Linked DNA regions of Mus musculus: region 1 is linked to region 2. Evidence: chromatin contacts called from public HiChIP or PLAC-seq data. All regions are on one chromosome and are shown on one strand. Each heading gives the region's core, a stretch centred on a gene start, on an enhancer-like site or on the middle of the called end of the contact. The rest is flanking DNA. Distances are from core to core; before and after follow the strand shown. Region 1 overlaps Speg (SPEG complex locus). Region 2 holds the start of Des (desmin).

Evidence for each region. HiChIP or PLAC-seq counts read pairs in DNA pulled down with a chosen protein or histone mark.
Region 1: an H3K27ac HiChIP or PLAC-seq map of embryonic fibroblasts shows a contact between it and region 2, with 21 read pairs. The contact joins the enhancer-like site here to the promoter of Des in region 2. A contact is called at or near these places in 2 of 39 promoter capture datasets (embryonic stem cells and neural stem cells), 1 of 15 datasets of contacts at CTCF or cohesin (the NIH/3T3 cell line), 11 of 484 Hi-C or Micro-C datasets (the AML12 cell line, the HL-1 cell line, the N1E-115 cell line and 5 more), 7 of 115 datasets of contacts at active chromatin or transcription factors (bone marrow-derived macrophages, cardiomyocytes, embryonic fibroblasts and 3 more) and 3 of 9 other capture datasets (adipose tissue, liver and pancreatic islet).

The regions. Positions count from the first base shown.
Region 1 is chr1:75,391,151-75,395,321 of GRCm38.p6, reverse strand. It overlaps Speg (SPEG complex locus), which reads right to left. Exons shown (of 41, transcript NM_007463.4): 6 at 3,378-3,560. Among named protein-coding and RNA genes, the nearest start is that of Speg, 18 kb to the right of the region's middle. Within about 2 kb of position 2,096, at least 88 of the 459 cell types and tissues checked have an H3K27ac peak or open chromatin away from gene starts, as enhancers often do. A contact at or near this core is called in the HL-1 cell line, the N1E-115 cell line, the NIH/3T3 cell line and 8 more, where this site is marked.
Region 2 is chr1:75,357,490-75,361,863 of GRCm38.p6, reverse strand. Des (desmin) reads right to left here and starts at 1,572. Exons shown (of 9, transcript NM_010043.2): 1 at 872-1,572. The coding sequence starts at 1,446. RefSeq lists a promoter at 1,530-1,610, silencers at 1,611-1,898, 2,065-2,110, cis regulatory regions at 1,899-2,065, 1,340-2,508, 1,461-4,374, 924-4,374 and enhancers at 2,110-2,509, 4,046-4,374.

The DNA.
Region 1 (4,171 bases), core at 847-3,346, 33 kb before region 2:
CATAGAGGCCTGGGCAATGCACTCCTCACAATCTCAGGGAATACCTTAGCCCCAGTGTCTTCAGAGTAGCAGGGAAGGAGACTGTGCAGTGCAGTGGTTAGGGATGCTCAGCCCTAGCTCAACATCCTAACTGAGATGAGGGAAACTAGCAGCTGAGACCATTAACAAGTACGACAGATAAAGTGACATTGCGCAAACACTGAAGCTCCTAATGGGACTATCCACACTTTAAATGCTGGATGCTGGATGTGACTGGTGTACCACGAGGTGCAGTACAGACACAGAACACTTCCCTGGTCATGTGAAGGTGTGGTGGTCAGCGATGTGCCCTGGAACACTTTGCTAACACTCCCTAGTCTCCATTACCGCATTAGTGAGTGACAGGGGCACAATGACAGAAGCTACTTCAGAGAGTTGGTTAAATGTTACTTAGGTGAGAGCTGGTTCAAATGTTACCATAGGACGGACTCAGCAAACACCAAAAAGCTGTTACTTTTATCCCAGACTCAAACTAATTTGTTACTTGAATAAGCAATTTCCATTACTATATCACTTATTGCTAATAGCATTCGCAGGCAGATTCCCAGGCTGAGCGCCTGGCCTGGCTACAAATCATATCTGAAAAATAGGAGTATCACATGCACGGGCAACACACATCTATATCTCTATCCATCCAGATGCACACACCACGAACACATACAGGACTCACTAGAGCCTGAGGAAAGAGACATGAAAAGATTTGGGAACAACAACAACAACGAAAAAGGTACATGGCACTCTAAACAGAAGCAAACGTTCAAAGACAGGGTGCCTGGCATTAGTAGGTACTCAACGGAGGCTTGTGGGACAGATATGGCAGCTATCAGAAGCTTCACTTGGGTTAGTCACTCACATCACACTCCAGAGACCCCCCTCTGTCTATCCCCCACTTAGGGTTATTCAGTGAGTGAGACTGACTCAGGGTTAGGGCAAGGCTGCCTTCCTAGGCCAATGGCTGAATTCTCTAGTTGCCTGGTCCTGGTTACTGTTATTCCCAACCAAGAATTGACACCTGTGGGTTTTCCAAAGCAGGCCCTGATGGGGTGGCTACCCCTGAAGCACACTGAGCACCCAGCACCCAGACTGGTTTCCATGGCCCTGGGTGTAAGGGTCGGGAGGCAGTCAGTAGCTCAATAGAGTTCTCTTCCCACAAGACAGTGCCATTTCCCTCCACGTACTCCCTGTACCCCCACAGCTGGACAACCCCATCATCACAACTGATGGACACCTGGTCGGGGACCCTCTCTATTGCCAAAGTCTTTGCCACCACTGGTTCTGCCTTCTCCAGCTACTCCCTGGGCCCTGTGGCCTCCATCCAACCACTCTAGACCAAACAGTGCCTTGTAGGGTAAGAAAGTCAGCTTGCTCCACAACCAGTGCAGAGTCTGGACCTGCCAGCCAGCCTCTTGGGCCCTGGAGCCAGTCTGACTTATGGGGCCTGCTGTGATGCTTGGTATAGCCTGTCATAATGAACATTTTCTGGCTGCCCAGAACAAAGCAGGCACAGAGATGCCGTGATGAGATGAGGACCCAGGGCCTGGAGGGCACAGAGGGTCTAGATGGAGGGCTCTGGAAGAACAGGAGTGGAATCCCCAAGGCACAGAGAGTATGAAAAGAAGGGCAGGGAAGGACATAGCTCTTTCCAGATCCTCAAGGAAAGCCGAGCTCGTGTGCACGGCAGCACCCTCAAACGCTAACAACTAACATTTGTCTACAGCTTTACAGTTCATAACGCTCATTCGCACATTTGCTTCCATCCGTGAGGACGGTATAATTATCTCTGGTTTACAAATGAGGGAACCGAAGCTCGGGAGGTTCAACGTGGCAAGCACAGAACTCCCAGTCAAGTGCTGACAGCTGCCGTGCCCCAAGCTGCTTTCCAAACCTTAAATGGCTCCCAGGTGGCCACCAGCCAGGATTTGGGGCACCTCATACCCCGCCCCTTGCCAGCTCTCAGCCCAAGCCAGGTATTGACTGGAGTTCTGGAGCCAGGCCTGGGGCCCCTAGGAGAGCTGGGAGCTGAGTCAGAGGCCAGATCCCAGAGATGATGGAAGGATGGAGGCAGGAAGTGGACGGGTGGGCATGATTCAGCGTAGTGGGAGTGTGAGAAGAGAGCCTCAGACAGCTCCAGGGAGGGATGTGGAATGAAGGACAAAGATCACAAGCCAGACATGCCACCAAAGGAGCTGACACAGCCCAAAGGCTGATACCAGAGCCCACCAAGAACTCCCAAACTGGGAATGTGTTAAGGGCTGAAGCTCTGGCATGTGCATGCTTGGGCTCCGAGCTTGTCTCTGCAACACTGAATGAAAGAAAGGCAGAGCACGGGACATACTGACTCCCAGCCTCCTCCAGGGCCCTGATGCATCCCAGAACACTGTTCTCTGAGCTCTGGCTTCCAGAGACTTTGGACACCCACTGGAAACATCCATTTGGGAACATCTGTGGGTTTCACCATTATCTTTTCCTGCTTCAACACCCTGTCCATTCCCACCCCACCACCCCAAGATCAGCACATTGTTAGACGGAACCACCTAAATGAGCAGAACTGCCATGCTCATAGATTCTGCTCTAGCCCTGCCTGAACCTGAGAGACACTGGGCTGCAACTCAAAGGAGTAAGTAGTCTGGTACCAAGTGAGGGCAAAGAACAGACAGGACAACCTCAGCACGGCTGACACTGAGACACTGAGTGTATTCTCTCTGCTGCCTCTGTACGGTGGGGGCACTTGGATTCTTTGTTACTTTCTATTTTCTTCTTGTTCTGGGAAGAAATGGATCTCAGAAGCTCTTGGTGCCTCTTAAATCCTTTGAAATGAATCATTGTTTTTCTCATAGACTCAAAGACAATTGGCCTTTCCACCAAACCCTGTTCGGAGAGATCATTATAGCAGTGGTTCTCAACCTGTGTGTCTCAGCTCCTTTGGGGTCTAAATGACTCTTTTACAGGGCTCCCGTTTGACCACCAGAGAGCACAGCTATTTACATTATGATTCATCACAGTAGCAAATTACAGTTATGAAGTGGCAACAAAAATAATATCGGCAGCGTCATCACATCATGAGGTGTATTAAAGGGTGGCAACATCAGGAAGGCAGAGAATCACTGCTCTTTAGGATGTTCAAAGATGAGTTTGGCCAATGTCATGGATTTTTCTGGATGAGCGTACCCCTGTCCTGAGACTAGGATCACTCAAACTGCTTCCTCCCGAGAGTCGGACCCAGAACAAAGGAAGATTGTGCACACTGGGAAGCCAAGACTCGGAACCCATACTTTCACATTGACCAGGAAGAATCCACAGCCCACCCCAACCAGGACCTACTCCAGAAGGCTCCCTACCAGGTCTCACAGCCAGTGAAGAAGCACAGGTAGCTTGGCCCAGTTCGTTGGTGGCAGTGGCTGTGTAGCTCCCAGCATCGGCAGCCTGGGCCTCTCTGAGCAGCAGTGTGTGCCGTTCACCTTCAGCCCGGATGAGAAGACGACCCTCGCTGTGCAACATGGACCCATCCTTTTTCCAGGACACTGTGGGGAAGGAGGAAGAACCAGCTTGCTATGGCCACAAAGGGACTTCTGGGAGCTCTCATCCTTACCCCCACTCCACAGGAACATAGCTTATTCTTTCAAGACAGTGTTTCTCTGTGTAGTTCTGACTGTCCTGGAACTCGCTCTGTAGACCAGGCTGGCCTCGAACTCAGAAATCTGCCTGCCTCTGCCTCCCAAGTTCTGGGATTAAAGGTGTGCACCACCACTGCCTGGCTTCAATACTTTTTTAAAATAATTTTTTAAGTGAGACAGGGTTTTATGTAGCCCAGGCTCACTGTGTAGCTGGTATCAAGGATGCTCCACCGTATCACGCAGTACTGTAGGGCAAACTCAGAACCTTGTGTATGCTAGGCAAGCACCCTGCCAACAAAGTACATCTTCAGTCATCTTCCCTTGGGGGAATTTTGAGGAACCTGCCCTCACTCCAGAAGCTCGGCCACCACACTTCTGAGCTGGGGAGGTAGGGGACAATCTTCCAGAATACACCAGAGCCAGAGCAGCCCCATGGACGGACAATTCTCCCCTTCCCCACAAGAGGATTCCAGGAGACCTATCCTGTCCCCACACCACATGCTTGCCACCACAACCCG
Region 2 (4,374 bases), core at 323-2,822:
TGTGTTCCCAGGCTTAGCCTGACCCATGTAGGAGCTAAATAAATGTCTGTGACTTTGGTGGCAAGAAGGTGACACTGCTCATCTGGGTAAACAGAAACAGGACCGTCATGATGTACGGAGTCTTTTCTGTTTTTGTTTGTTTGTTTGTTTAAATAAACTTTTTTAATTTTCTAAAACAAATCTTGCTAAGTAGGCCCGGTTGGCCTTGTATTTGCTCCGTATCCTAGGCTTGCCTAGAACTCATGGCAGTTCTGTATCATCCTCCCTAGTGCTGGAATTACAGGGGGTGCCCCCATATCCGGATTATTCAGCCTCTTTTACTGGATCGTGGTGGAATGGGTCACAGCCTTTATCCACTGTCCCCTTTACTCAAACCTGTCCATTTACCAAGTGCAATAACATTACCTCAGCTAGGCCCAGGGGCCTAGCCCCCACCCCACCCCCATCCCCGCCCCTCCCTTGGGCCTCATCACAGCTAAGCTTAAAACTACTGCCTGGCTTCCCTCCTGCTCTTCCCAGCCCATCCATCCTTCCAGGCTCTCATCAGCCTCGCTTCTCCCTCAGAACGTGCTCTGACCCTTTCCTTGACTATGGTCATCATCACTCTAGCAACTTAGCATCCTTTCACAGGCAGCTGCCCACCGTGCACTAGGCAAGGTTCCCCCATTTCCCCCATTTCCCCCATTTCTTCTGTCTACCTTCCCAAGACTACTACTCCAGTGTTACATAGAAGGGGCCAGGAAAGATCTCTACTTAGCGAACACCGGGGAATGACCTTTTCCAAACATGGGCTGAGGAGGGAGGGTCTCAGGCGAGGGGGAGGGGGGCTGCTGGGGACGGGGGTGAGGGGAAAGATCTGGGAGGCCCTCACTTGGCCTTGAGCCTCTGCAGGTCGTCTATCAGGTTGTCACGCTCCACGTCGACCCGGGCGCGCTGGTTGGTGAGCACCTCCACCTGGCGCCGCAGCTCGCGCATCTCCTCCTCGTAGAGCTCGGCGACCCGAGTCGGTTCGCGGCCCTTGAGCCGGTTGACCTCGGCGGCGAGCGCGGCGTTCTGCTGCTCCAAGAAGCGCACCTTCTCGATGTAGTTGGCGAAGCGGTCATTGAGCTCTTGCAGCTCCACCTTCTCGTTGGTGCGCGTGGCCAGGAACTCCTGGTTCACAGCGTCGGCCAGGGAGAAGTCCAGCAGCTCGCCCGCGCCATAGGATGGCGCTCGGGTGGTCCCCAGCCGGCTAGACCGCAGCGACCCCAAGCCTCCAGCCCCGCCCGACGTGCGCGACACCTGGTACACGCGGGATGTCATTGAACTCGAGGAGCCCTTGGTACCGAAGCCTGCTCGAGGGAACACGGGAGAGCTCAGCGGGGAGCCCAGAGAGAAGCCCGGGGCGCCGCCGAAGGTGCGGCGGTAGGAGGACACGCGCTGGCTGGACGAGTAGGCCTGGCTCATGGTGGCGGCGTGGACGAGGCTGGCTGGGCGGACGCACAGAGGAGGCAGCGGGCGGGCAGCCGGCTGGAGTGGATGTGAAGATGGGTGACGGAGCCCCTTAGCTGTCTGCACTATTTGTAGCCCTCCTGACATCACCCCCCGGCGCCCCTCCCCTGACAGCTGCAGGATCCCTCTGTCCTGCCAGGAAAAGGGCGGCCACAGGCGAGGGGGCGGGGAGGCCAGCTCCCCCGCAAGAGGCCTGCGCCCCTGGACAGCCCCAAGAGGACAGAAGACAGGCAGGCCTGCTGGGTTTCACAGGGCAAGGAGCTGACAGGAGACCCCCGGCCGGCCCCTTTTTTTCCATTTGGATGCCTGCCTTATCCTGGGGAAAGCGGGCTAGAGAATTTCGTTTGTTTGAGGCCCCCTATTTTCTCCGAGGAGAGGTTTTAGGTTATTGGAATGAACAAGAAGGACCCCCGAAGTGTTTTATTCGCACAAGTTGCCTAGAAAATGCTGAGGTTTCCAACGACTGTGGGCAAAGCCCGGACAGGTCTCTACCATCCTTTCAAAAGAGTCTCTAGGTAGGCCTGTAGGGTAGGTACCGGTTAGTCAGAGAGTGACCCTGGCCGGGGCACATGCATATCACTGATACCTGGGTTTTAACTCTGAGCCTCAGTTTCCCTTGGGAGGAATGTTGGCCTTCTGCTTCCCTCAAGTTTATAGCCAGCAAGATAGTTTCCAGAATCTTCTGACGACTGTTTCCAACTGCGTGTAGTCGCACCCCCGCATCGCCTTTGCCTGACTCCTGCGCCCCTGTCTCCCTCGCCCCCTCTCTGATTCATCCCCCTACTCACACCGCCCACACCCACTCACACCACGGGTTTGTGTTTTGTCAGGAGATGCATGTCAAGCCAGCCGTCTCCCTAGCAGCAACAGCTGCCAAGGCGAAATACCAGAGCTGGTATTTATAGAGGAGAAGGAAAGGCCCAGCTAGGAAGCAAGGTACAGGAGAGGCGTTCTGGGGACTGGGAGCCAGGCACCTGAGGAGACAGAGGTGTCAAGGAAGGCTGACAGCGACAAGCTTCAGTCACTCCAGGACCCCAACAGAGATGAAGGCCTGGGGTGTGTTCGCCTCTCTCTTCCCTGAAGCACAAGGCGCACACCGACCCCTAAGGGCATCTACATTTCTCTGTGCACCTTGCTGCAGCTCTTCACTGAGCCCTGACCCTCCTAGAACACAAACCCTGGAGATAGAGTACTAGATTAGGGGTCCATAGCTCAACCTTGGAAATGGAGCCCTGGATTAGGAGCCGTAGTCCTACCCAGGGCTGGTCAGAGAGAAAGCGGTGCCAAAAGGCATGTCCTTGTCCTCCCTACCTCTCAGGGTCCTTAGTCATAGAGTGGGGGCCAAACAGCTTCGCATGACTGTGCAATGAGCCTTTGAACAGGCCAGGGAGACAATAAAGCATACACCAACAATAACAATAATGCCTTATATGTACTGATCCCTGCTGGGAACACCACGCCTGTGACTCCCCAGTTCTCCGATAGCATCGTGAAGCAGGGGCCACATAAATGCCATTTGCGTAGCGTAGCATAGTGAGGTAGCCTGACTACAGGGTCTAGGTGATTGGCTCTTTCTCTGCCATAGAAATGAGCCAATTCAAGCCAGATTAGATGATTTTAAAGGCAGGTTTGTTGGGGAGCTGCTCTCAGGCGAGTTCACTGACCCCAAGGATGGAGGCCAGGGGAGTTTCATGGGTGGGGAGAGGAGGAAAGAGAAAGAAGAGAGAAAGGGCTCTAGCTCAGAGAGAGAAGAAGAGAGACCAAAATGTCTGGATTATATAGGGATGAGCCTATGGGAAAAGGGCAGCTAAGCCCCTGGACTGGAAAGTTCAAGGTTGAGGGCAGGGTATACCAGGTAGGGACTGAGGGATGCTGAGAGAACCTGGAGGCCAGGTCTACTTTGGTAAAATATGTGCCTCAGCCCCTTGACCCCAGCTCTGAAACCAAACACTAAGCTTTGGTTCCAGACCGGATGCGTCTACAGCAAGTGAACTGTGAAGGACTTGCAACTGCAGTCTTTTCAAAGCCTTTCACATTAAGCAGCTAATTTTTATCCCCGAGACACATTTATGAAATGGATGGGGAGCCCCAGATATTCCTATCCAGGCTTCAAGTCAGTGCAAGCTGTTATGTTCTAGTTATTTTGGGGCCTCAGCTCCCAATCTAGACTGTATGCTTCTAGAGGATTTTGGAGGCTGTTATGGATCCTTAACACATCCCAGGCAGCACCTTCAGTTGTCATTGTCATTTTCTGGCCCTTGTCCTTCTCTCAGATGACACAGTTCACTTCTTGAAGCTCAACGAGTAGATACATGACTCAGATCCCTGCCATTGCATCTCCTGACTGTAAGAATTGGCTCAAGGGGTGTGGGTTCTGAGCAGGGTCAAGCTGAGATCTCTGGAATTTATGAATAAATTGGGGTTTGCTAAACTGGTCCCTGTGGTCGCCTTGTTTCCTGACTTCTGTTTGGGGTGGGGTGGGGGATGTCAACTTGCTCTGGCTACACATGGAAAGCTGGGGAAGAGGCTTCCTTCGGTCGTTGGCCTGGGTGTGGTCACCAGCTCGAACTCCTAGGCCCTTGTCAGGCTTTGTCCCCTACTTGGATCATGAAACTCCTTTTTCCTCTAAAGGTCCTTGATGTTGGCTCTAGTCATCTGCAATCCAAAGAAACAGGGTGTAGAAGGACATTGCTGTGAAGGTATAGGACATTTCTATGAAGTTGCTAAGAAGGACATTGCTGGGGCTTTGCGAGCCATCCCTAGAACACATAAGGGAATGGCCTTCAGGCCAGCCCTAGCCTTCAGTTGCTTGGTGAAATGAGGCAGAAAACAAATAAATAAACCGCATCATCTCTAGTCAAAATCAACAACTACCAGGCTCTT